Regions from separate parts of the Mus musculus genome. Here regions 1, 2, 3, 4, 6 and 7 are each linked to region 5. A link is a contact called in public HiChIP or PLAC-seq, Micro-C and promoter capture Hi-C data. All regions are on one chromosome and are shown on one strand. The core of a region is the stretch at or near the end of the contact, and the rest is flanking DNA. Distances in the headings are between cores, read along the strand shown.

The links. Hi-C and Micro-C count contacts between places; a contact is called where the count stands out from the background. HiChIP or PLAC-seq counts read pairs in DNA pulled down with a chosen protein or histone mark. Capture Hi-C pulls out chosen DNA fragments and counts their contacts.
Region 1: a promoter capture Hi-C map of adipose tissue shows a contact between it and region 5. The contact joins the promoter of Mapkapk5 here to the promoter of Cux2 in region 5. A contact is called at or near these places in 2 of 39 promoter capture datasets (embryonic stem cells and stem cell-derived epiblast-like cells) and 1 of 9 other capture datasets (adipose tissue).
Region 2: a Micro-C map of embryonic stem cells shows a contact between it and region 5, with 4 times the contacts expected there. The contact joins the promoter of Vps29 here to the promoter of Cux2 in region 5. A contact is called at or near these places in 1 of 39 promoter capture datasets (stem cell-derived epiblast-like cells), 1 of 484 Hi-C or Micro-C datasets (embryonic stem cells), 2 of 115 datasets of contacts at active chromatin or transcription factors (bone marrow-derived macrophages and memory CD8 T cells) and 1 of 9 other capture datasets (adipose tissue).
Region 3: an H3K27ac HiChIP or PLAC-seq map of embryonic stem cells shows a contact between it and region 5, with 7 times the contacts expected there. The contact joins the promoter of Aldh2 here to the promoter of Cux2 in region 5.
Region 4: a contact with region 5 is called in an H3K4me3 HiChIP or PLAC-seq map of embryonic stem cells, with 21 read pairs. The contact joins the promoter of Atxn2 here to the promoter of Cux2 in region 5. A contact is called at or near these places in 2 of 39 promoter capture datasets (the HPC-7 cell line and embryonic stem cells), 6 of 484 Hi-C or Micro-C datasets (embryonic stem cells and nephron progenitors), 13 of 115 datasets of contacts at active chromatin or transcription factors (the SCID.adh cell line, T-cell acute lymphoblastic leukemia, cardiomyocytes and 4 more) and 1 of 9 other capture datasets (embryonic stem cells).
Region 6: a contact with region 5 is called in an H3K27ac HiChIP or PLAC-seq map of acute myeloid leukemia, with 5 times the contacts expected there. The contact joins the promoter of Brap here to the promoter of Cux2 in region 5. A contact is called at or near these places in 2 of 39 promoter capture datasets (liver and stem cell-derived epiblast-like cells), 1 of 484 Hi-C or Micro-C datasets (embryonic stem cells), 2 of 115 datasets of contacts at active chromatin or transcription factors (acute myeloid leukemia and embryonic stem cells) and 1 of 9 other capture datasets (liver).
Region 7: an H3K27ac HiChIP or PLAC-seq map of T-cell acute lymphoblastic leukemia shows a contact between it and region 5, with 2.8 times the contacts expected there. The contact joins the enhancer-like site here to the promoter of Cux2 in region 5. A contact is called at or near these places in 7 of 39 promoter capture datasets (the C10 cell line, HPC-7-derived erythroid cells, cranial neural crest and 3 more), 1 of 484 Hi-C or Micro-C datasets (bone marrow-derived macrophages), 3 of 115 datasets of contacts at active chromatin or transcription factors (T-cell acute lymphoblastic leukemia, embryonic stem cells and stem cell-derived neural progenitor cells) and 2 of 9 other capture datasets (embryonic stem cells and liver).

The regions. Positions count from the first base shown.
Region 1 is chr5:121,544,042-121,547,748 of GRCm38.p6, reverse strand. It overlaps Mapkapk5 (MAP kinase-activated protein kinase 5), which reads left to right and starts at 1,857. Exons shown (of 14, transcript NM_010765.2): 1 at 1,857-2,584. The coding sequence starts at 2,549.
Region 2 is chr5:122,352,836-122,356,441 of GRCm38.p6, reverse strand. It overlaps Vps29 (VPS29 retromer complex component), which reads right to left and starts at 2,114. Exons shown (of 4, transcript NM_019780.2): 1 at 1,966-2,114. The coding sequence starts at 1,968. It overlaps Rad9b (RAD9 checkpoint clamp component B), which reads left to right and starts at 2,237. Exons shown (of 13, transcript NM_001382853.1): 1 at 2,237-2,303. The coding sequence starts at 2,267.
Region 3 is chr5:121,591,678-121,595,339 of GRCm38.p6, reverse strand. It overlaps Aldh2 (aldehyde dehydrogenase 2, mitochondrial), which reads left to right and starts at 1,516. Exons shown (of 13, transcript NM_009656.4): 1 at 1,516-1,978. The coding sequence starts at 1,859.
Region 4 is chr5:121,709,636-121,713,439 of GRCm38.p6, reverse strand. Atxn2 (ataxin 2) reads right to left here and starts at 1,831. Exons shown (of 25, transcript NM_009125.2): 1 at 1,164-1,831. The coding sequence starts at 1,804.
Region 5 is chr5:122,048,040-122,051,934 of GRCm38.p6, reverse strand. Cux2 (cut-like homeobox 2) reads left to right here and starts at 2,084. Exons shown (of 23, transcript NM_001312908.1): 1 at 2,084-2,159.
Region 6 is chr5:121,659,148-121,663,024 of GRCm38.p6, reverse strand. Brap (BRCA1 associated protein) reads right to left here and starts at 2,462. Exons shown (of 12, transcript NM_028227.3): 1 at 2,177-2,462; 2 at 864-1,025. The coding sequence starts at 2,258. Acad10 (acyl-Coenzyme A dehydrogenase family, member 10) reads left to right here and starts at 2,515. Exons shown (of 21, transcript NM_028037.4): 1 at 2,515-2,732.
Region 7 is chr5:121,763,967-121,767,286 of GRCm38.p6, reverse strand. The region is part of intron 5 of Atxn2 (ataxin 2); the gene reads right to left. Among named protein-coding and RNA genes, the nearest start is that of Mir7031, 54 kb to the left of the region's middle. Within about 2 kb of position 2,041, at least 9 of the 459 cell types and tissues checked have an H3K27ac peak or open chromatin away from gene starts, as enhancers often do. A contact at or near this core is called in T-cell acute lymphoblastic leukemia, where this site is marked.

The DNA of each region.
Region 1 (3,707 bases), core at 608-3,107, 500 kb after region 5:
AGACTGGGGTTGCTCACTCTCCTTTTTTTTTTTTTTTAACTTATTTATTTATTTTATGTATACGAGTACACTGTAGCTATCTTCAGACACACCAGAAGAGGGCATCAGATCCCATTACAGATGGTTGTGAGCCATGATGTGGTTGCTGGGAATTGAACTCAGGACCTCTGCAAGAGCAGTCAGTGCTCTTAACCTCTGAGCTATCTCTCCAGCCCCTCACTCTCCTTTTGAAGCATGTTTATTGTGAGCAAGAATGTAGACACAGGTAGTTGGTATAGCAAGGTATGTTGTATTAGGCTGCTCACCTGTATGACATATTAGCAAAAGGTCAGGTGCAGTCTCTAATAGTGGCCTCTGATTCAAGGGTCAGGATCCTGGGGAAGACTGTCCAGCTGCAGGGCCGATGAAGGTCTCTCCAGATGTGCAGAGCATTGCTCTTGTCTCTGTTTAGGTACTGTCCAGTGGAGGCCATGGGGTTCTAGGGCTGTGTCTGGTTATCTTGGGTCACTGGGTTCTGGTTATCAGGTGCAGCACTGGGTGTAGTGGAGTTCCTAACTAAGCTATTTTTTTCAGGTTTACCGGCTTTTTTTTTTTTTAAATATGCTCATTACATTTGGTTAATCGAAAATCTGAGGGATACCCCTGGGTGACTCAATTTAACCCATGTTTTTACCTTGGTTGCACGCCTGCCATGGGTTCCAAACTGTCCATTCCAAAGGACATACCATTAGCCTGGCTGAAGGCTAATCTAAAAGAGCTCTCTATGGGGAGACCTCAAGACACTAACTTGCTCAGCTCTTGGTCCCAATCTAGCCTCCATGCACATTGGACAAAGGCTACTGCTGGCCAAAACTTGGAAGTTTTGATTTTAATATCTAAATTGATTTAGATAACTTCATAAAACGAAATGGGAAGTGGCCTGAGGCCTCTCCCCCCATATTTCTGCATTCTTAACACCCTTACTATATAGGCTCCTCGAAGCCAGCTTTTTCCTCTGGTAGAGGAGTCCAACTTCCAGGAGGAGGACTGTGCCCCCTGCTGTGCGCACCAGTAATCACAGTCCTGACTGTTAAGAGGTCAGGCTCCCATCTCTCTTTTGCTCCCTGTCTGTTCCTTTGAACTGCCTCAGAAATCTAACAGAAAGGACGTGTACTAAACTCCTTTGTGTATACTTTGTGTACTCGTCTCTTATGACTCTCTCAGGGATACGCTTCCATTTAAGTAATCGTTAATAAAACCTTCAGAGCCGGGCGGTGGTGACACACGCCTTTAATCCCAGCATTTGGGAGGCAGAGGCAGGCAGATTTCCGAGTTCGAGGCCAGCCTGGTCTACAGAGTGAGCTCCGGGACAGCCAGGGTTACACAGAGAAACCCTGTCTCGAAAAATCAATTAATCAATCAATCAATCAATCAATCAACCAAACCTTCAATTCTGCTTCATAAACTGGCTAGTCCTAAAACCGTCCGCATGGAAGCCAAGAACTCGTTTGTCCCTCCTTCCCGCTTCTAGCATCCTCGGGATGCTGAGATGGCTGCAGCAGGCAGCAACATCTCCGACCCCGCTAAGCTGACAGGACGAGCACGATCCGGTTGGTTCCCACACAGCCAGATTTCTGTATGTCCCACGTTACCATCCCACTTCCCAGCCAACTCCTTGGCTGCATCCACAGGTTTCGCTCAAAACACAAGACACTCAGCAGCGGGCTCCCGCGCATGCGCCCTCCCTGCATTCCGCTTCTCTTTCGGCAGGCCAGGCCTCGCGCCGTCTTACGTCATTCACCCAGCGCCACGTCAGTGGAAGGCCCGGGGGCCTGTGCTGCGTGCGGCGCGCCCCGGGGACGACCCGGCTGGCGCCTGCACATCCACCGCGCGGCTCGGGAAAGCCTCAGAAAGGCCGGCGGATGCCGGCGAGAGGCGCGCGGGGCTGGGTGGTCGCAGAGCCCCGCGGCAGCATGGCTGGCGTGAAGCTGCAGAGGGTGAGGCGCGGGCGGGCGGCCGGCGGGCTGCCCGGCGCAGGCGTCCCGGCGATGTGTGGCGCTGGAGCGGCAGTGGGAGCGGCGGCGGCGGCGGCGGCGGCGGCGGCGGCAGCGGCGGCGGGCTCGGCTTCGGCTTCGCTACGGTGCTGGTGCCGGCGGCGGCGGGGAAGGCGGAGGCGGCGGCGCAGGCTTCTCCTCAGGAGCTGGCGAACCCAGGCCTAAGCGGCGGCCCCGCCAAAGCCCCGCACGGCGCTCCAGGCCGGGCCCCTCCCCGCCTCGCCCTGCCCCGGGAGCCTGCCTCCCCGGCCGGGGATGAGGCCGGGAAGCGGCTGCGCGGGGCCCAGCACAAAGGCTTGTCCCCAGGGGCCGCCGCCGCTGCCGCCGCCACCGCCGCCACCAGCTTAGAGCCGCCTGCGGAAGCCGAGCCGGCACCCGGACCTTCATCCCCTCCGCTCCCTAGGGGCGGGCGCTGCCCGTCTCCCCGAGCTCCGAGCCCTTTGCTTCCTCGGCTGCCAGGGGACGGGACAGCCGCGCAGCCTCCGCCGCTTCGGGCTGTGGGAGCCCAGCGGAGCATGTCGGAGGACAGCGACATGGAGAAAGCCATCAAGGTAAGCGGGAGATGCAACCCGTACCCTGCTTTGTCGACAACCGCGATTCCGCTCATCGTGGGCCTTGGGAAATAGAGAGAATTTGAATGGGAGGTAGAGGTTCTAGTTCCTAGCATCTAGTAAGTTCGGTTTTCGGCCTCCCGGGGAAGGGGACCGCATTTGAAGGCCCAGAGTGTTGGCTTGTGTAGGGTGGTGTCTCCGATTCCCTCTAGCCTCCTTGGTTGATGCAATTTGTGCTCAGCTAGAACGAAGTTGAGTAGTGTGGAGATACTTCATATGAGTGGGATATAAGAGGGCTTCTTAGGACTCTCATGTTTCCATCACCTCCAACTGTGTCCATTTGCATCTTGGTGACCCACTGCGACACTTGGCAGTGGCTCTGACCCCTCCTGATGGCTCTGAACCAAGCCTGTTTGAGACCTTCAACTTCAGGAGTTGCTTTACCTTTGCCCAAAACCTGCCCTTTGGCTTTTCCCTTCTCTGTGCGTTCATTTCCTTCTGTTCTCTTGTCTACTCTCAAGAATCAAGAGTTTATTTCTGAAGAGTTTAAAGCGCCCCGTATTCTAAAACGACCCCAAATGGGACTGGGAATATAGCCAGCTGGTAGAGTACTCACCATGCATGAACCCTTGGGTTTGATCCCTTGCACTGCATGAAACTGGCACGGGGAGGGGTCACCCCCCCCCCCACACACACACACGCGGGAGGATCAGTAGTTGAGGATCCCAGCCAATGCTGTGATTTAATATCTGGCTCAGAAGAGGAGCCTCAGTCCAAGCCTGGTGACCAGAGTAAGATCCTTAGACCCACATGGCTGGAGAGCACCAACTCTGGCAAGTTGCCCTCTCATCTTTGGAGACACACATTAAAAAAAAAATGAAATAAAAAGTTCAAGGTTGTCTTTGGCCACAAAGAGTAAAGAGGCCATCATGAAACTACAAACTCTTTTCTGTTTTTTGTTTTGTTTTGTTTTGTTTTTTTCGAGGCAGGGTTTCTCTGTGTAGCCCTGGCTGTCCTGGAACTCATTTTCTGTTTGAGGCTGGCCTCAAATTCAAAGATCCACCTGCCTCTGCCTCCCTGAGTGCTGGGATTAAAGGTGTTTGCCGCCGCCACCACCACCTAC
Region 2 (3,606 bases), core at 865-3,364, 300 kb before region 5:
TATAAAGATTTGATATTTATAATTTGAAGAATTCATCAGGAAAAGGTTAAAGTTAGTATTTTCTCATTACTGGGGTCTTGTTATCTCTAGATATACTGGAGGTATATGTGTATATGTGTATGTATATATATGTGTGTGTATATAGATATGTATATATGTGTGTGTGTATGTATATATATACACATACATACACACATATATATATTTATTTATTTTATGTTTGAGGTTCTAGTATTGAAAAATCACACTCCAGGGTAAGTTATGTGCTATAGAGGATATTACTAGCTGGAGTACTTTATCATGTGACAAAAATGTCAAGATCAAGCTCTGTGTGGTGGCACACTCCTTTAGTGCCCACTCTCAGGAGACAGAGGCAGGCAGATCTCTGATTTCCAGGCCAGTAGGGCTACATCGTTATAACCTGACTTAGGATGGAAGAGATGGCTCAGCAATTAAAAAGCACTTGCTGATCTTTGAAGGACCCGGATTTGGTTCCCAGTACCCGCGTGGCACCTCACAACTCCCTGTAACTCCAGTTCCGGGGGATCCGAAGCCCTCTGGTCTCCAGTAGCTCCTGAACTTGTTTGGTGCACATAAACTCATGTAGAGACACATACACAAAAATTCAAAATAAAAATTTAAAAGAAACGTGATGCCCAGCATAGCAACTGCCCTTAAACATAAGCGTTCACCCCTCAAAACGACTTCAGAGACATGAATATGCAATCATTCCAGCAAATTCTTCTTCCTTGCAAGTGTCTCCAAATTGCCATCAAAGAACTAGTCTACTTTAAACTGGAGTCTAAAGCAAAATAATTCTCTTTTAGATGCCAAAATCCAGTGAATTTAAGCATATACCTTTGGAACGGCTTATAAAGCCACCTTTTTTTTTTTCTTTTCCATTTTTTATTAGGTATTTATCTCATTTACATTTCCAATGCTATACCAAAAGGCCCCCGTAGCCACCCACCCCCACTCCCATACCCACCCACTCCCCCTTTTTGGCCCTAGCGTTCCCCTGTACTGGGGCATATAAAGTTTGCATGTCCAATGGGCCTCTCTTTCCAGTGATGGCCGACTAGGCCATCTTTTGATACATATGCAGCTAGAGTCAAGAGCTCCGGGGTACTGGTTAGTTCATAATGTTGTTCCACCTATAGGGTTGCAGATCCCTTTAGCTCCTTGGATACTTTCTCTAGCTCCTCCATTGGGAGCCCTGTGATCCATCCATTAGCTGACTGTGAGCATCCACTTCTGTGTTTGCTAGGCCACCTTTTTAAAAGGTTGTCTGCACAAGGATAATCTGTGAAAAACGCAACGCGTGCCCAGCAGCCAGTGAGGTGCCTTCACTTTAACCTTCATCAGGACAAACAGCAGTCCCCCCCCCCAACTTTAGAGAGCAAAGAGTGCCTTCGAAAATCGGATTACAAGGACGTGTCTGCACAGAAAAGTCGTAGGGACAGCAATCTATTGGGGGGGACGGGCCTAAAGGTCTGATGCAGACTGGGTAAGCTAAGGCTCTCCGAACAACCCCGCGCATCTCCGCAGGCTCCAAACGATCCCCACGACATCGCTCAATGGGGCCGCAGCGGCCACAGGAGACGAGCAGTCCCCTTTCCGGGTCCCCGTCCGGAGTGGCGGCCAGTGCGACGGCTACTTCGCGCTCTGCCCCGAGGCCGGCTACCCCCAGCAAGCCGGGAAGGACCAGGAGGGAAGAGACGTGCGGTCACACCGACTGCCGGAGCCGATCTCGTGACCGGGTCCGGCCGCCGGGTCCGCCTCGCACGCCCTCTGGCCGCTGGGGCGAGGGGGCGACATCAGGCCGAGCCGCACCCTCAACCAGCCGCGGTCCTCCCGTTCCAACTCCGCGGCCACCCGGATCCTCCTCGCGCCCCCACCCCACTCCCTCAACCGGACGCCGCAGCATCCCGGCCCCACCCGGGTAGCAGCCGCCGTGGGGCTCACCATCCTGTCACCAGGGCTCCGTTCAATCACCACGAACGCCGCCGCCCTCTTCCTCAGGCTCCTCGGTCGACCCGCCCACTTCTTCCGCCACCAATGAGACGCGAAGTTGGCAAGAGCCTGTCTTACGGGGGCCCGTAAGGGTCATTTCCCGTCAAGGGAAAAAAAAAAAAAACCCGGCGCTGCAAGAAATCGCTCGTGGGCGGGGCAAAGGAAAGGCTGAGCTCGCGGAAAGTGCGGGGGCAACATCCGGGCACCCGCGGCTGGCGCGCTTGCGCCCTCCATGCCTGCTCTGCCCGTAGCCATGCTGAAGTGCGGGATGACGGGCGGCCAGGTGAAAGGTGGAGCGGCCATTCTTGCTTTGCTACTTAGAAGAGGGAAAAGTCTAACGCCTCGTGCAGGGTTTATCCATCGTCTTCTTCGGCCTCCTCCGCCATTCTTCGCCACGACTGAAGCTGCCATAGCGCGCCTCGCGAGGGCCATGCTGGGCTTCGAAGAGCATGCCAGCCCCGTTCCATTTGATTTATGTCCAGGGTTTAATTCGGTGACCGAGAAAAGAATTGTGCCATTGGGCCTTAAACTCGGATTGAGGAGGGCTGATGTGGAGAGAATTCAAGGGGGGAAATAATACTTGACCAGCAAAAGTATTTTTGAGCTGTGGGAAAACCAACCTGCTGCTTTATTCGACATTCTGCCGGAGACATTTTTTTTATTGTTGTTGGGTTTTGTTTTTGTTTTAATATATAATCTCGAACAATCCTCTCTGTCCCTCAGTCGAAAAATGAGACTAATATTAGCCCCTTCGTTGATAGAGGTTGTTAGAAGCATGGGCTAAATAAAAAGTCCATGTAGTGAGATCAGAAATTAGAAAGACTGTGTGGAGAACTGTATAATACATAGCCTTATAAGGGGGGTGGGATGCTTGGGCTGGGGACCGGGTTTGTGTGTAGACAGACCAAAGAAGGGCCAGTGTACCATCCCCCTTCAGAGGTTGGGAGAACTCAAAATGAATGAGAGCATTAGCACGGAAATTGGCTTGCAGGAGAAATAATGTTGAATTTTATGTCGATGCATATTTATTGAAGTCTTACTGTGTATGTAGGTAAGGGTATACGGCATTTCCTAATGTAAATTAGTCTATAAAACGCTGTGTGGATCGGCTGAGTAGTTTAACTCCCAGGTGTATCTTGACCAAAAAGTTCAGTGTAATCACTTAACGGGAAATTGTTCGGACATATTCAGGAAAAAAGGATTTCAAACCACTGTTTCCAGCTCTGTGGCATCACATACAATTAGGACACCGTGTGGTGAATTCCTGTCATGGTGCCTCCTCTCATAGTGATGCACTTTGCTAAGGCTTGACACAGCATCAAAGTTGAGATCGTTATAGTCTAACAACATGTTAACCTAGCCTAGCATGTTGGAAGCCAAGATGCTCAATGCTGTTGTCGTATGGATAGCCCATGAATGGATGCAAGTGCTAACCACTTAGTTTCCAGCCTTTAGCCCAAGATCAAGCGTAGAGCAATTAGTAGAGCCAGGATGAAATGGGTTAGTCGGAAAAGGCCTTGAAGTTTCGGAAGGATGAAGTTTGCCAACAATTTTGGATAACTAGTGTTTTGATTGAGGAGTAGTCTTGTCTCT
Region 3 (3,662 bases), core at 267-2,766, 460 kb after region 5:
GCACTATCAGTATTTAATTAGGAAATGTCCCATGACTTAGTGGCTCTACAAACCGGGGCATTATTTGTAGTCCCCCAAGATTGGAAGCCACCTAAATGTCACCCATAGAAAATTCTTTAAATGGTAATGGGCCTGTAGTCAATGAGACAGCAAGTAGCCCTTTTACAAACAGTGAATGGGGACACCTTCCTGCAGGAAATGGGTGTGGAGATTCACGATCCACATTTGGCAAGGCAAAATGGTTTACTTCTGCACAAGGGCGAATTGCCACGCAGAACAAGCAAACACACCCAGAGGGCCCCTGCAGGTGAAACTTTTGAAGGGATATATATATATACATATATATATGTATGTATGTATATATTGATGGCTAGCCGGAACTCATATGTAGACCACCAGGCTGGCCTCGAGCTTTCTAGAGATTTGCTTGCTTCTACTTCCTGAATGCTAGGGCTGGAGAAATGGCTCAGAGGTTAAGAGCACTGACTGCTTTTCAAAAGGTCCTGAGTTCAAATCTCAGCAACCACATGGTGGCTCACAACCATCAGTAATGAGATCTGACATCCTCTGTGTGTCTGAAGAAAGCTACAGTGTTCTTAGATATATAATAAATAAATCTTTAGACTGAAGCCAGCGGGGCCGACCTGAGCAAGCAAGCAGAAGTCCTGAATTCAAATTCCCAGCAACCACATGATCGCTCACAACCATCAGTACAGCTACAGTGTACTCATAAACATAAAATAAATACTTCCTGAATGCTGAGATTAAAGACCCAGACCCATTTTTCTGCTGTTTTTCTTTTTTAATTCTGAAAACAAAGGGGTCCTGTGTGTCTCTCTGAGCCAAGCTTTCATTCTGACCTGATTGACTAATACAGAGCTGCACAGTCTCCAGGGAGATATGAAATTCGAGCATATCTTTTGGATTTCTGTATGTGCAGACCCCCGGGGGGAATCTGGAAGTCTGCTCAGTGGCTCCTTTTTAATTTCTCCCAACAGCGTTCTCAGTTTCCCAGATTCCTTTGCACCTACGGTGGGTCATGTGACCAGCCTGTGAGGTCCTTAAATGCTTTTTTCCTCATGTTTTGTGCTAACGGTGCGGAGTCCGGAACAACTTCAGCTGTCCGGTGCTAAAATGAGAGGCACACGAGGAAACGCGCCCAGACACCTTGTCTGGTCACTGGCTATTACAGCGCGGGTGACAATATCCTTCGAGTCACCAAAGCAGGGCGATGCTCATACACAGCAGTCTCCTCCTTCTGGGTGCTTCAGAAACAGGCTGGGCCTCAGCTTCCAAGGGCTCCACCCAGTTTGGGGCTCCTGGGTTTCAAAACACTTCTCTTTGCACTACCCAGAAGCCCCTGCCAAGATTCTCACCATCTCCTTAGCCTAGTGATGCGTTCACCTGGTTGAAAGGCACACAAGTGACCAGGCGTCCACGTCTCTTTCTAGCCAATGACGTCCTGCACCTCAAGTGCCCAGTCCCAGGCTGTTCATGGAATAACCGCATTCATGAATTCTCTTCGCCGCCATATCTGCACAGATGTGAGCCTTAGGCGCCAGCCACCCTGCTAGGAGCGCACACCACTCTGGCTAGGCTTTCTCAGGGTTCTGCAAACTCCATCTCTGACTTGGCTTTGGGAGCCAGGGGTCGCGCCCCTTAGGCCGTGAGGGGCTGGGACTCCCTGACCACGCCCCCGTGTCTCCGCCTCCCATTGGCGGCTGCAGGGGGCGGAGGCGAGGACTTGTTCTTCAACGCTGCAGTCGCCCTCCGATCGGCAAGGCTTCTCTCGGCTCCGTTCGGCTCGGCTCGCCCATTTCAGTTCAGTTCGGGTCAGTTAAGCTCCGCTCAGTTCAGCATGCTGCGCGCCGCACTCACCACTGTCCGCCGCGGACCGCGCCTGAGCCGCCTGTTGTCCGCCGCCGCCACCAGCGCGGTGCCAGCCCCCAACCATCAGCCTGAGGTCTTCTGCAACCAGGTGAGACTCACTTCGCCTCCTCGGGCCCTAGGGCGGGACGGAGCGGGCGACGCGGCCTCAGTTTCCCCTCCGCGCCCAGCGATCTTTGCGCGCGTCTTCCCTTGCCCATGTGGCCGCAGTGTGTCGCCTCTCGGCCTGGGACAGTCCTGGGCCTCTTTACCCCGCATCGATGCAGCCTGCTCCTTCCCCGCGCGGTCCGGGTTCACCCAGGAAGGCCCAGCCGTCCCAGCTCCTCTCTGCGAGACCTCCCATACACCCCTACCCGATTCACGCAGACCTGAGCCAGAGTTCAGAAGCAAAAGCTGGGTCAGGACCCCTCTGTGGCCGCTCTTACCCAACCGGGACTTTGGAATGTTGTCTTAGCTTTTTGAGTTTTGGTAAAGTCTGGAATCACATGAAAGAACGTGGTTGTGAAGTATTCTTTTTGTTTGTGCAACAAGTGGGACTTGGCTGCCCTCTTCTGTAAAATGGGAAAGCAGTCAGGGCTGATATCTTGATGTGTTATTTTGAAAGAAGATCTCATTTTGTAGCCAAGGCTGGCCCGGAATTCTGTGTTCTTCCGTCAGCCACTCCCACCCCACTTTGGATTTGTGCAGGCCAGACACGCAGCTACCACCTCCGGTCTTCAGCTTTCTCTCTACTTTTTCTTTGAAACAGGATCTCACTAAGTTGTCCAGGCTGGCCTTGAACTTGTAATTCTCCTGCCCCAGGCTTCCCAGTGCTGGGCGACAGTGATCCCATGTCTCTTGATACTACAGGGCCTCGTGCACTTGGCACTTGGTGTGAGCTGCAGTCCGGGTTCCCCAAAAGTCCCCTCCCCCAACCTTTGTGCAGGGCAGCGTCCTAAACAATTCAGTCTTTAACCCATAAGCTTTAGAACTGGGAGTTTGATGCTATAACTATCCCCACTACACAGCTCAAGAGACTGAGGTCTGGTCAGGTTCCTAAAGAGCCAAGTTAAGGTGAAGTCTGGGTTCTTGTCTGGGATTCCAAAAGTAAGCCCTTAGCCAAAACATTCCATGGTCTCTTGCAACTCTGGGTAGGAGCAGTGGTCGGATCTCATGTTGAACGTGGACATCCTCCAGATGGACTGCTGACCACCGGTGTTGTAGCCTTAGCCTCTTGCTTTCTGCAGTATGTACTTCCAGGACCTGGCAGCCATTTACACATGCGCAGGACCTGTTTGAAAATGCCCATGAGGAGTGCTACAAGGAGTCAATCCAAGGGAAAACAAACAAACAAACAAACAAACAACCCATCTTTTGCATAATACAAGCTGTAAATTTCAGTAGCTGCTGGTTTTTTAACTGGCAGCTGATGCTGAAGCAATCAGTCAGGCTTGAAGGAGCTGAACTTCAAAAAGAGCCGGAATTGACTGCAAGAGGAAGCACCTGATCAATAGCTTTGTTCCTCTGGTTCATCAGGAGGCAGGGCACAAAGTATCAGGTCCAATGCGTGCTCTGGCTTGATTCAGTTGTGAGTGATCCGTGGGTGGGGGTGGGGGGTGTTAGAGTGACTCCCCTCCCCCATTGCTGCCTTTTTCGACATCACAAGGATAGTGCACGTTCATTACCGAAGTTTCATGGCACTGACCTATTGCACACATCACAAGAGCACTGTTAATGCGAGTGGCCTTGCTCTGTTCTTTGCTTTTATAAGTTTGTGTGGGAGACAGCATGCTGGC
Region 4 (3,804 bases), core at 582-3,081, 340 kb after region 5:
AAAAGGACTTGCATGCCCTTGGTAAGCTCTGGCGGCGGCGTTTCCCAAGTTAAGGACACCGGCCACAATGGAATGGAGTCTATTGGCATCTGCCTCTCCGTTTTAACACTAAGCATTTTCTTAGTTCGTGAAATACGAACTGACAAGCACCCCCACCACTCCCCACCCCCGCACGCACACACCCTCCAGAGTCCAGTCACACAGGACAGCACCCCAGCCTACCAACGAGATCGGGCCCAGGGAAGGGGAGAGGGGGACCAGGGCGCAAGCCAACACTCGGGAGTTGTTGCCTTCGGACCCGCACCAACTCCTCTGTTGCGGCGCCTCACCCCTAAAAATTGCAGGAACTGGGCCGGGGGGGGGGGGGGTTGGGAGGGAAAATGCGGTGCGTGTCCAGAGCCCGCGGCCAACCCACCTCAAGAGTCCGGCCCTCGCCCACCTCTATTCAAAGGCGCCTTCTGCTCCGCGGACGAGGAACAGCAATGCGGATCGGCCACCACCCGCGCGCAGGGGACCTTGCGGGGAAGGAGGGAGGCGGGCCTGGAGGGAGCCGGGCACTCCCACCCCTTCCCCAGTTGGGGGGGGGGAGGGGAAGAACGGCCCGCTGCGGGAACCCCGCCGCCCCAGATCTAAAGGGGGATGGGTGCGTTAGGCCGCTGGCACCCACCTCGCCTCCGTCGCCCACCTTCCCAGGGTCTGCGGGGCGGGGGATAGATATGCAGGACACCCGGCTTGACCCTACCTGGGGCGGCTGGGCCTCAATCTCCCCTCCTCCCTCCCGACTCCCCACCCGGCAAAGAGGCTCATTTCAGGAGAGGATCCCCCCACCCCCTGCGACCCGCACCCAGGCTCAGCCGCCCTTCTATCGGGGGGGGGGGCGCAGCAAGGGGGTGGGGCGGGATACCAATCGCCCCTGGCACACCCGGGAGGGGCAGGGGGCCGCCAGGGCCGTCCATCTTGGCCGTCTGGGGGGAGGGGACGCGATGGTGCGGGAGGCTGGACACGGCCCGAGAAGCCCGAAGGAATCTGCCGGCGCCTCCCGCCCCTCCGCGGGCCCCCCGGCACATCGCGAAGCCGGCCGGTCACGGGGCGCGAGGCGGGGGAGGGGACGAGCGGCGCGGGATCGGCCCGGCGCGGAGGGGGCTGGGGGAGCTGACACCCACCTGCCCAGGCCGGGACGCCCGCCGCCCGCGGCCGCCGAGGAAGACGCCACCGGCGCGGCCGGGGCCGGCACCACGGAAGCCGAGGTCACCGCGGCCGAGGCCGGCGCGGCGCCGGGCGACGAGAGCAGGCCGCCGCCGGGCTTGCGGCCAGTGGCGGGCGCGGGCGGCTGCGGCTGCGGCTTCAGCGACATGGTGAGCGGCCCATACACCGGCTCGCACGCCGGGCGGGGACAGCCGGGTGCCGGGCGCGCCGAGGAGGAGACGCCGGAGCGCGGCGGGGACGCGCGGACGCCGGGCGGGCAGGCGCGGGCCGGCGTGGCCGCGGGGGCCAGAGGCAGCAGGACAACGACGAAGGGGCGGGGAGGCCCGCAGACACCGAGCAGCCGCCGGGAGCCGGGCCGGGACGCGCCGTGGCCGTTGCTACCAAAACAGTCTGAGGCGCAGGGTGGCGAGCGCGGCCCGCGGGGAGGGGCGCCGGGGCCGCGCGGGGGAGGGCCGGCGGAGGGATACGCCACCGCGCCGCCCCGCCCGCCGCGCCGCGCCGTCCGCGGGAGCGAGCGCCGCGCGGCCCAGCCCGCCGGGCGGCGCGGCTCGGGGTCCCCCGCCGCGGGCCGCTGAGCGGCGGCGGTGGACGAACGCATGGGACCCGGGCTGGCGGACGCGGACGGGGTTGACGCGGGCCTGGAGGGCGCGGAGATGCGAAACAGACCCGGGGCGGGGGAGGTGTCGGGGGTGGGGGGGGGGACTCTTTACCGGAAGTCGGAAGGGTCAGGCGGAAGTCGAACGTGAGACGGCCCGGGGGGCCGATCAGGGACACGTGAGGAGCGGGGCGCAGCGCTGGGCCGCGTTCGCTCTCCCCGGGGTCGAACTAGGGCCGTGGAGGGGGCCAGGAGGGATCCGCCCTCGCCAAGGCGGGTCTGAACTTCGGGATCTGCTTCGGGGACGGGCGCCGTGAGCTGCTCGGGTGTCCTCGACCCCCTTGGAGGACCTTGATTTCACCCCACCCCCACCCCACCAAATCACAACTTAGAGGATGGCCTGCGGGCACCTTCGGGGCGGGGACCTGCAATCGGGGCCTGGCACACAGTAGGCCCCCAGGTGCCACTGCGTGCCGACTTGCCCTGCCAGCGTGGGGAAGCTTGCCGCCTCAGAAGCCACCGCCAGCTGCTTCACTTTGCCCCACTTTATTCACCCCGGCGAACTGTTGGGTCTCTGACCTTCATTTGAACCCTCTTTTTTTTTTTCCCCCTAGCTCGCTCGGACTTCTTAGTTCCTCCTTCAGGGGACCCGAAGGGAAATGGACCTGATTGGTAGTAGAACTGGGTGATGGGGTCTCCCTCGGTGAAGACTAAACAGACTTTCCCAAGAATGTCAACTTTAGACCTTGACCCCTTTTAAAAACTTTTACTTTAACTCGGGAAGGCCACCAAACACTGGTCCGTTTTTTTTTTTAAGGTGTTGTAATTAAATTGGAAACAAATGGTTAACTTTTTTCAAATGAGTTTAAATTGGTTTTTTTTTTTTTCTTTCTTTTCTAAGTGAAATTGCTTAAGAAGGTGATGGGCCGAGGGAAAAAAAAAAACCCTCAACCTATTAAAGTCATTCCAGTGAATTAAAGGCAGGCATGGTGTTCTTGCCTGTAGTACGAGCACTTGGGAAATGGAAGGAGGATTAGACAGTCAAGGTCATCTTCACCTTCATGAGGGAATTCTAGGCCAGGCTAAGCTACAAGAGACCCAGTCTCAAGAAGGGGCAATTCAATGAAGAGTTACCCCTGGTTATGGCACATGCCTTTAATCCCAGCTCTGGACAGGCAACTGGATCTCTTGAGTTCCAGACTTGTTGGTCTACATGGATTTTTTTTTTTTTAAGTAGCTAGCAGATAGCTCAGAAGGTAAAGGCCCAGGCTGCCTAAGCTCACCACCTAACTCTCAACCCTGGAGCTGGCATGTGGAAGAAGAAAACTTAAATGCTTGGAATTGTCCCCAGCCCTCCACCCTTGGATTGTGCCACACATATATAAGCAATATAAGTATGACCTTGTCGGTGGTGGTTTTTGTTCTTGTTTGGTTTTTTCCGAGACAGGGTTTCTCTGTGTAACAGCCCTGGCTGTTCTGGAACTCACATAGATCCACCTGCCTGCTGAGATCAAAGACCTGCTTCACCATGACTGGCCATAAATATGACTTTAAAAAAAAAAGAGAGAAAAATGGATCTGGGGTGTCAGTTTTAGATAGGGAGTATAGCATTGCCTCTCCAGCTCCACACCCCTGGTCCACCTGTGAATAATTAAAAAGAAAAACTTAGAACGTATATAAGAGTTACTAGTAGTCCAGTTGAAATTCAATTAACCTACATAGCCCAAATAAAAATTGTCATATTTGGTGAACACTTTCTAAAAGGTCATTGTTATTTCCCAAGAACATGGAGAGAGGGAAAGTTAGCCTTCCTAGATGTGGTGGTCCTTGAAAAAGTGACCCTGAAGAAGCCTGACATGAAAGCAAAGCCTTGAATCCCAGCATTCGGGAGATAGAGGTCACAGGGAAAAGAGTTCAAGGCCAACCTTGGCTACTACTACATAGTACATTTTTACCAGCTCTGTGAAACACTGTTTCCAAAAGAAGCCAAAATAAGTAACAAA
Region 5 (3,895 bases), core at 835-3,334:
CTCTCAAATTCTTTATTACAGGTTTTTAAAAGAGCAGACTCAAAGACACGGGGGCTGCAAGCCGTACAGAGATTCAAGAAGAAAATGTAGTCATTTAAAAAAAAATCACAACGCATTAGTTATGAAATTTGCCTAAATTCATTTTGCGGAATGAGAGCCGTAATTTGAAGGCAGAGTTATGGAGAGAGGAAATAAAACCACATGTCACGTGCAATTTAATCTGGCAGGGAAATGGGCCACTCGGAATTGCTAACTCGGCCTGATTCGTTTCCTCTCTGGAAAAAGCTCTACTTTTGGTCTGAGGAGTCTTTTCAGCTCCTGCGTTAATGTATTTGCACAGACGTCACACGGAAAAAAAAAATGTATGAGGACAGCAAGAGAAATACTGTATCCTACTTTAAATCACACTGCGGGTTTTAAATGGCTCGACGGATGGCTCGGAGCGCTCACACCTTCCCCTGAAGCATTTAAGAAACAGTTATTTACATTACATTAAAAACTTTAATTGCCTTGAAGCACGTGCTGGGAGACGCAAATATTGGAAAATCATCAAAAATATCCATCATGATTCTCCCTCCTTTACAACTCTTCTAAACTTCATCTTTTTTATAACCCACGGTATTGATCTATTGTCCCAGACCGAGAGTGATGTCAGAAGTCCAAGCTCAGCCATAAAAAGGGAATATAATTTCGGTTGGCCGTCCATAAAAGCTAGTCTTTTGACAGAGATGAGGGGGGGACTAGGCCTCTTCTTTTGGAAGGGAAGTAAGTGGGGGGGGTGATGTGCAATAGGGTGTGGTGTGGGGAGGTGGGCAGGCAAGGAGGGTGACTTCAGGGTCTGGAGGTTTTTTTAGGGTTTTTTTTAGGGGGTACCGAGGCATGATGGGTTTCTGAGTCCCTTCTTTAGGATAACAAGTTGGGAGGGCTCATAGAAAAGAAGAGGGATATGTGAAATACGCCCCCTTTTGGTCCAGGGTCTGAGGAACTGCAAAGGCCGGGACCTCCCCGCCCTGGGTTAAAGATCAAGGAGAAAGCAGAAACGCTATACTCAAAGGGCGTGTGTGTGTGTGTGTGTGTGTGTCCGTCCATGTGCGTTGGCCATGGTAATGATAACATGACACCCTGCCTAGCCCCCATAGTGATGTTAGAGGTCCGGAGCTGCTACAGCGGGCCTTGGAGAACCTCAACTGATCCAAGCAGCTGTTGGGGAAAGGCTGCTTCCGCAAAGGTTTCTCTAAGGACATCCTGCAGCAACATTCACTTCACGCCAGGGACTTGCTTTGGAAAGTTGTGGGGTGCGTTACGCCCACTAAAGAATAACGATCAGAGCCCTACTGTAAAGACGCAAAGCATAGACACACAGGTTCCCCAATAGGACTTCCTTCGGTGCTGTACAGCACCATGCTGGGCGCCCGGAGACTTTCCCACGGCTCCGGGGCGCCCCCTCGCGGCGGTCACCCGCAGCGCAGCGAGCGCGTGGCGCGCGGGGTTGCGAGGGGGGGGGTGGACCTCGGCCGGAGGGTCGCGCGTGTGTGCTCCGTGCTCCCCTCGCGCGAGGCCACGCGAGGAGAGCGGCCGCACGCACTGCAGAGAGCTCACTTTGTTCTTTACGGTCCCCGTCGCCCGCGGCCCCTCCGCGCTCCCGCCGCCCCCCCTGCGCATTGATCCGCGCGCGCGGCGCTGTCGATAAGTTTGCAAGGAGCCAAAGTCAAGTGCGAGCGGCGTGCGCGCAGAGCCGGGCCGCGCTCCCGGGGTCCAGCCCGGGTGTTGGCGGCAGCCGCATCCCCGGCCGCGCGCCCGCCCCCAAGATGGCGGCCGAGGGGGGACCGCGGGGGGCCCGGGGGCCGAGGCCGGCCAGGGCTGTACGGGCGACCAGGGGGCCGCGCGCAAGACGGCGCCTGGACTGGCGGCGGCTGCAGGTGAGCAGACCAGCCCGCCTTTGTTCGCTGCCGCCACGAGCGGCCGCCGGGACGCGGGAGCCGCCGAGGCGGGAGGAGCGCGGGGAACGGGAGGAGCGCGGGGAGCACGGAGAGCGCGCGGGCAACGCGGGGGAGCGGGACGCGGCTGCGCAGCCATCCAGCCGCCGCCGCCGCCGCCGCCTCCTCCACCGGCTGCTGCAGCCAGGACGCTCGGTGCTCCTCCCGGGCCGATCCCTGAGGGTTAGTCTCTGCGTCTTGTTTCTCCCTCTCTCCTCGGTTTTTTATCACCCCCTCCGCCTGCTTTCTCTTCCTCCGCCTGCTTTCTGCCTCCGTCCTTCCCACCTCTGTCTTGACCCCCCCCTCCCGCCTCCCCTCTCCGGTCTTGCTTTTCTTCCCTCGCTTCCCCTCCTCCTGCTTTCTCTCCATCATCTTGATATTCCCCTTCTCTGTCTGCTCCTCCCTCCCCGCCCCTTCCCCTCCATCCCAGTCCCGCGGCCCCGGAGCCCCAGGCCCGAGCGCGCGCAACTTTGCGCACCTGCCGCGGGGCGGAGCAGGTGCGCGGGCTGCAGCCCCTGGGAACTTTTGCACCCGCGCCCCTGGGGCTACCGGTTCTACCTCGCTTGCTCTCGCACCCTGCTCTCTCTGCCTTGGCCCCCCTCGCTCCCCTCTCCTTCTCAGGGGCGACACTCTTGGCAGCCCCAGCACTTTTTCCATGTTCCTGGTGCGCGGGCTCCAGGTGCCTCCAGGTTGGGATGTTTGCTGACCGTCTTTCTGAGGCCCTGGGATGGGCGGGGGGTAGGGGGGGAGATGCGGTGTTACAGTACCCCATTTGGCGACACACTTGGGTGCTCATTACGCCCGCAGAGGCTCCCTGCACCCTGCAGTCGAGCAGAGTCGCGGCAGGTGCTGCGATGGCCTGGGCGGGGAAGCCTTGTGGATAACCACGCTCTGAGAGCATTTTGCTTGGCCAGTGACATTCTCAGAATTCGTGACAACACGTCTGGAGATAAAAAAATAAATAAATAAAACATAAAGGGACCCACTTTCCCTTTTTAATCTGTCCGCAGATCTCGTTAAGTTGCTTCTGATAAGTGGCTCGCTCCAGCCCCCCTCTTCTCTGTCCCCACTCCTCGCTCCCCTCCTCCCTCAAAGCCACCGAGCCGGAGAGAAAATCGGGGCACTCAGGCATGCAGTTAATAACTGCAGGAGCTATGCAATTCCTAGTCCGCGCCCGAGTTGAGGTTACAGTTTGGTGGCCGGCTAAGATGGGCAAGGCTGTGTCCTATGCTAGACGGTTTAAAGGATGCTAAAGTGGCTTTGGAGGTGGGGAGCAGGGGCCGGGAGGGGGCAGAGAGAGAGAGAGTTGGGTAGCCACATTGGGCCTGGCACGAAGGCCAATGGTAATCGTATTCCCTGCTAATGTTTGTAAATGAGACCCGGGCAGGCTGGGGGACAGCGTCTTTATTTATGATTGATGTTCTGTAACATAAGGGATGACAAGAACGCGGCAGACTAGAGGGGAGCAAGCGGCTGGGCTGACGGAAGCTCTTACCCGGGTGCTATTGTTATTCTCCTGGAGAGAATTGCTACGGTGAGCTTTACAGCGGCCCCGTATTTGCCCATAGTCGCCGGAATGCCAGTTAACACGATTCTCATTAGATAACTCGCTTTCCATCCAAGCGCCTGGGCTGCAGGCTTGGTGGGAGAGAGAAAGGGAGAGAGAGGCTGCCCTGGGGCTGAGGCCTGGGTGCGGCTCCCCGCGTTGGTTTCAGAGCTGATTGGGGTGGTTCTGGACGCTCCCTGTCCCCAGTCTTGGTGGGGAGGCTTTTGTGGAGCTGTGGAAGGTCACCCCAGTCTTGGTTCCAGCTGACTCCTGGTGGTCTGCACGCCTTTTGTTAGGGTCTCAGGACACACTGAGATGGAAAAGGAGATTTGAGCTGCAAGGGTGGTGAGTGAGGGTGGTGGACACAGGCCTG
Region 6 (3,877 bases), core at 1,213-3,712, 390 kb after region 5:
ACAGCTCTCTTTGCGTAAAAACATCTCCTCATACCCTTGTAAAAAAATCTCTTAACAATGGGGGTGTGGGTGTGGGTGGGAGGGCAATATTTGGAATGTAAATAAATAAAATTTAATAATAATAATAAATCCCTTAACACTCTCAAAACCCAACAGAAGCTCCTCCCACATCCAGCAGCACCCCAACACAAGCAGGCAACATTCACCACTGGCTCCTCGGTGACAAGTCAGGGCTCTCTGAAAACTGAACCTTCCAGTTGTGACCACACCTATGCTATAGATGCAGAAAGCATCCACTTCCTCAGCTGTGTAGGCCGGTAGGGCAGGGACGGGGCAGCAGGCTTCCCCGGGAACTGCTCCACTGGAGCAGAGTTAGTAGTTATAAGCATTCCCACCAGAGGGAAGAGCCCACTTTGTGACAACCAATCTAGTTTCTCCTGTATTACTCTCTTAAAACAGGGTCTTGGGGTATGTTTCCAAACTCCAGGGTTTACATAACCCTTTCAAAAAAGACAATGAAATATGCTTCACAAATCACATAAAGAACACAAGTGCTGGGGGGAAAAAGCATGCTGGAACTATACCTCAGTTGGGAGAGCGCTAGCCTTACATGTATGAAGCCCTGGGTCTGTGCCCAGCAGGATGCAAACTGGACATACGGATGCATACACATGATCCCACCACTCAGGAGGTGAACGTAGCAAGATTACTTCAAGGCCATACTCATTAACAAATGTACCCAGCCTCAGCTGCTCATCAACCGCAAAAAACACCAAACCAAACCAAACAAACAAAAACCAAAAAACAAAAACCAGCCAGGGGCTCAGAGTACTTGAGCGCGGCCAGGCTTCCTGTGGGCATACCTGCTCTGGCCTTCATGGTCTCAATAATCACATCCGTCATTTCCCGACGGCCAAGGTGCTGGTGGATGATGGCTGCTTTCTCCCCGGCTGACTTCCCTTCTAGACAGGCGACAGCGGAAGCCAATGTCTTCTTTTTGATCTCCTCATCAGACATCTCTCCAGCTGGAGAACACATGAAAGATTAATACCTAATGACAGAACAAATTCCTCTCACTTCTTGGCACATCAATCAATAGCTTTCCTGCTCCTCTATGGCGTGTCCCCCTGGATGAGGCTCTTTTCCAGTGTCTGCCTCTGTCCCTCTACTTATTAATGAATAAGCAGCATTTCAGAAACCCGGAGATGTGACCGAAATTCCTTAACATCAGTTCTGAGGCAGGCACCAGGCCTGTCCAGTACGGCACTCAACCCACACAACCAAGCACACAGTAGGAGTTCTCAGCACCCGATCCACACATCTAAGCACACAGTAGGTACTCTCCCCCTAGGCTTTACTGCATAAATGTCTCCAGGACTGGGCCAGGATGAAGTTACCTGTTTGTGCCTAGTGCCAACTTAACTGACTTTCAGATCTAGGGGTCACTTTGAGCTCTGGAATTTCGCTTGTAACCTTGAAATAAATCAAGTCACTGGAGTCTCAAAGACCAAGAAAGACCACAACACACTCTTCTACTGCAGCTCCAAAGAATGGACCCACAGAGTGTCCAGGATGCCATCCTTCCGAGAACGAGCGCCAGCCCAGCTCTCCAAACTAAGTGTCCGTTTCTCTTTTCCATCAACTTGGGACATTTAGTCCGTATGGCACATATCAGACCAAGTCTGATTCAGGGCATGACAAAACTCTTGACAGATACCAAGCAATCGCCCTCCCACACACACCTTTTTCTCGTCGGTCTTTTGAGACAGGTTTCCGCCCCCCCCCCCCAACCCTGCCTGGCTTCTGGTTGCCTGTCCTCCTGCCTTCACTTCAGGATCCTCAATGCTATCAGGTAAGGTTGTGACGATCACGGGAAGAGCCGAAGCTGCATGACCCACTAAGGAAGTCTGTGGCCGGTGGTGAAGACGTCAGCCTCTCGGTCCCCGGCTGGGCTAAAACTCGCGTTTCCAGCCACTCACACCTAACTTTGGGCAAATCCTTTCCCCACCGGTCTGTCTGACTGCCAGCTTGGGAAAGGCGCACAGCATCGCCCCCGCGCCCTGGGCCGCGCTTTCTCGCAGCGAGGGCGACGTCGAGCAGAGGCGCCCGGCAAGTCCGGGGGCCGGTGGAGCGAGGGCTGCCGACCCTCCGGCCCGGCGCGAGGCCGCCGACTCACCGGCGGCGCTGAAGCCGAAGTCGGTGGGGACCGGCGAGTGACCCGCGAGCTCCAGTCGGATGACCACCAGTGACACACTCATAGGACAGGCGCTGCTCGGCGTGGGCCCCGGTGGGCTGACGGAAGGCTGCGGCCCGAGCCCAGAGGCCGAGCGGCCCGCGGTCGGCAGCGCCGCCACCGCCTCAGAAGCCGCGGCCGCCGCCTCAGCAGCGGCAGCCCCCGTCGCGCGCAGCCTGCCGAGCCACAACAACCTCCGCTTCCGCCTGTCGGCCGCCGTCTCTGACCCGCCGGGTCGCGCACGCGCACGCGGAAAGGGGCGAGGCCCCGGGCGCGCATGCGCTTTCGACAGCTGCTTCTGCCCCCTTGGCTGACCGTCTGGACAGGGTCCGAGGAGCGTGCGCAGAGCACGCAAAGACGCCTGGCTCCTATTTTGCGTTTGACCCCTCTCTACGTTTGTCCTCCTTAGTTTTCCCGCAGGGCTCACCGAGAGTCTATGGGTCCGCAGAGACTCTGAGGCTTCCTGGGTCTTCGACCTCAGGGTTGTAACTTTCTGCAGGTATGGCGAGGGGCTGGCTAGGAGCGCAATGACTTCACAGATAATCCACTGAGAGCCGGGCACTGCGGGGCTGCGTGGGATGATTATTTTTGCGGACACAGAAAACAGCCCCAGACAGGACAAGCTTCAGCACTCGTGCGATCCTGAGCTAGTTATTGCATAACCACTCGGTTGTGTGATACAAAACGCTGTGTAAGAGACAGGGATACGCTGGGAAGCCTATAGGTCATGGTTAAATTTGGTTTTGTGGTTTGGATGTGTTTGGTTTTGTTTTATTTTTTGTTTGTTTTTGTTGTTTTCTTCTCCAAGTCAGAGTTGCTCCAAGTACGCCTAGCTGTCCTAGAACTCACTCTGTAGACCAGGCTGTCCTCGAACTCAGAGATCTGCCTGCCTAAGCCTCTGGAGTTGTGGGATACAGCCCTGCCCTACCACCGTCTGGCCATTGTTTAGTTGTTTTGAGGTTTTGAGTTGTTCTGAGACAAGGTCTTGAGTAGCCCAAGATACTGAGAACCCTATATATTGGAGAAAAGATAATCTATGTTCTCTACGTATTGGAATCAGATGTCCTTGAACTTCTGACCCTCCTGCCTTTTCCACCTCATCAGTGCCAGGGTTACTTCCAGGCTTCTGCTGAAGGCTTTGTGCTTCACAAGATGGCAGGATAGAACTAACTCAAGATTGTCCTCTGTGCAGGTGCTATAGTGAGCACACACACTGAGGAATGCACTTAAGGGTTAGAATGCTTTAGGTATAGGCTCTGGGTTCAGTGTCTAAAATACACACACACATACACACGATATAATCGAAACAATGTTCAGGACACACACACACATAAGAGAAAGAAAGAAGGAAAGAAAGAAAGGAAGGAGAAAAGAAAGAAAGAAAGGGAGAAAGAAAGGAAGAAAGGCCAGGTAAGATTAGTGCATATATGGAGAAAAAATATGACATGTCAGGAAGGACAATATTGTGTACATGCTATAGTGTAAGAGGTCTGGGAGAGGCCATGGATACAAATGGTACCTGTAACAGGAACATACAATATATAGAGGTGTTTATACTATTTTCTATGTAATATGTCTTAAAGCCTTTTAATGCCAAGATTTCCCAACTTCTGCTCAACTTTCACTTTCTATAACCCTTTTGGG
Region 7 (3,320 bases), core at 792-3,291, 280 kb after region 5:
GCAGGACAGGCACCACAGCAAATAGCAGAAACGAAGAGCCACCCCCAAATACCAAGTATAAACAGAAAGTCAAGACAACAAACTTCCAACCATAATATAACAGGATGCTACACTTTCAGAGAATCACATCTAACTGCCTCCAGAACACTGACACCTACAGGGGATGTCTAACCCACCCGTTGGTGGCTGCCAAAGGGTCATTTCCCCAGCATGCTCTAGAAGGGGTTGCATATGAATGATCTTGAGGGGATCTTGTAATCCTAGGACTCCAAACAAAGAAGCAGCTAGGCTACTTTCATGCATTCCTTCACAGTGGATGCACTGAATGCACGGTTGTAGTTTAAAGGCCACCCCCACAACATATATACACACACACACACACACACACACACACATATATATATATATATATATATATATATATATATATATATATATATATACACACACAAAGGAAAAGTCAAAGAGCTCAAATCGCTAGGCACACTTTACTTATGCTAGAATGCTTCTCAGTAAAGAAAGAATTACATGTACTGAGCCTATTACTTGTCAAATCTAACGCTTTAGAGTTTTTATTGTCTAAAGTGTATTATGGGGAAGGAGAGATGGCTCAGCAGTTAGGAGCATGCACTGTTCTTGCAGAGGATGTGGGTTTGAGTCCCATCACTCATGGGGCAGCTCACAATCTTATGTTAACTCCAGTTAGGGGATCTAACCCCCTCTGCTGGCCTCTATGGGTACTAGCCATGCACATGCTGTATATAGAGGCCTGCAAGCAAAAACAAAGAGATCAAAACATTAAATCAGTCCTTCTAAAAATCAAAATGACTAGAAATGATCTGCAACCACAAAAATATGCTTAAATATCATGCTACTGAAAAATATCATTTTTAGATATCTTTTGTTTCCCAGAACTGAATGTTAAACAAAAATGTAATCTTTGTCTGTATCGATATGCCTATAAAAAAATAATAGATGACTGCTATTGGCTTGGTTCCCAGGATTAGGAACTCATCTTGAGGAATGATTATGCAATAAGGACTAGAGAGGGACACTGTTACAGCCTAGGAAAGCTTGCTACGCCCCCAGCAGACCACGGCTTCTCCAACCATCTCCTCAAGTGCCCCAGGAGTCATGAGAAAAAGCTGCCTGGGGCTCCAAGAAACCCTCATTCTCCTCAGCCCACAGAAACCATGTCAACTGCATCAAGTGCAGCCCAGCAAACTAATAGTAAAGTATCCAGCTGAAGAGCAACTTGGGTGAGCAAAAAGCTCAGGACTGAAGAGCAAAGGTGTGATCTGGTTCTGGGTTCTGAAAGCGCGTCTAGCACCCTCTGCGGTGCATGGGCTTTTGTAGAAAGCAAACCCAAGGATAAACAGGGCAGATGAGATAAGCTCAAGAAGGCCATCAAGGTTGAAGAGTCACGGGAAGGAATGTTGACTAGAAGTCATTCTGGAAGTCTATCCCTAAAGAAGAGCATAATATGAAGTCCTTGCCAGGTGTGGGAGCCACTGCCTTCATGGTATGGTGGTGGTAGTGGAGGAACGATTTGAATTCAAGGCCAGCCAGAGCTACACAGTGAGACCCTATCTCAAAAAGCTTGAGAGTATCTATTCTGAGGAGTAGTGCTTGTTTCTCTTTCAGAGGCCTGGGTTCAATCCCAGCACCCACAAAGAGACTGTCATCTATAACCAGTTCCAGATATCAATGCCCTCTTCTGACCTCAAGAACACAAGGTCTGCACACCCAGGCAAACTCATTCATGTAAAATAAATCCATAAAAATTTCAACTTACTACACTGGCACAGTAACAAGACACCACAGCTCTGAACAGAATCAGGCACAAGGCGCAACAAAATATAATCAGAAATTCATATATCATTTTTTAAAGATTTAATTTTATATGTTTGAGTGTTTTGCCCTCATATATGCCTGCAGCACCTGCAGAGCCCAGAAGAGGACATCAGCTCCCCTGAACTGGAGTTAGAGAGGTATGAACTCCTTTTGAATACTGGGAACAGATCTGGGTTTTCTGCAAGATTGAGCAGGTGCTCTTAACCACTCGGTCTCCTCCGCAGCTGCCACACATCTTGACATCTGGTAGCCTCACTGTCAGGAAAGGCACTAAGTCACTTCCCTAGGAGGACAGTTTCTATAGCAGAGGATGCTTGACAAGACATATCCACATCAACAGTCAAATTAAAATCTGCCACAAGCTCAATCAGTTCTGGGGTTTGAGAGTGAGGCTCAGCTGGTAAGAGTGTTTCTCTTCCAAAAGACCAAGTTCAGATCCCAGTACCCGCAAAGAAACCCACAACCTCTTGTAACTTCAGCTCCAGGGGAGCCAATGCTCTCTTCTGGCCTCTGGAAATCTACACATGTAGCAGACACAAATAAACCATATATGCATATATAAAAACAGCTCAGTCTAATCTACTTAGTGAGTTCCAGGACAGCTGGGACTGCACACAGACCCTATCTCAAAATCAAATCCAATAAGATAAGGTAAAATACCTAGGTATGATGACACATACCTTTAATTCCAGCACTTGGGAGGCAGAGAGGCAGAGACAGAGAGACCTCTGTGAGTTTGAGTGCAGCCTGGCCTACACAGCATCATGTTCCAGGCCAGTCAGGGCTAGACCTTGTCTCACATAAATAAAACTGTAAGCATACAAACCACAAAAGATCAGGAATAAAAACCTTCATAGGCTAAACTTTCATAGGTAAGGAAATAAAGAAAAACAAGTGGATGGGACTTTTGGGGGGGGGGGGGGTATAATTTTTGCTAAAGTAAAAAAAAGTTAATTTAAAAAGCTGGTCAAGTTCAAGGCCAGCATGGTGTACAGAGTGAATTCAGAAAAGCCACAGAAACGCTGTCTGGAGAATCAAAACTCAAACAAGAGGGGCTGGAGAGATAGCTCAGTGCACTGAGATGGTTAAGAGCACTGACTGCTCCTCTAGAGGTTCTGAGGTCAATTCCCAGCAACTATATGGTGGCTCACAACCATCTGTGATGGGATCTGATGCCCTCTTCTGGTGTGTCTGAAGACAGCTATAGTATACTTACATACATAACACAATATCTAATTTCAAGAAGAGAAGAGAGGAGGGAAGGGGAGGGGAGGGGAGGGGAGGGGAGGGGGAGGAAGCAAGAATGACTAATTGCAGGGCATGGATGGCAGTGAGCATGTCCCAGCACCGGGCAGATGACAGGGAAGGAACTGCAGCCCTAGGTCACCCTAATCTACACAGCACAGACCTGTTCCCAAAACAAAAACTTCAAAACAACAAGCTTCAAATGACTAATTTCTTAAAAT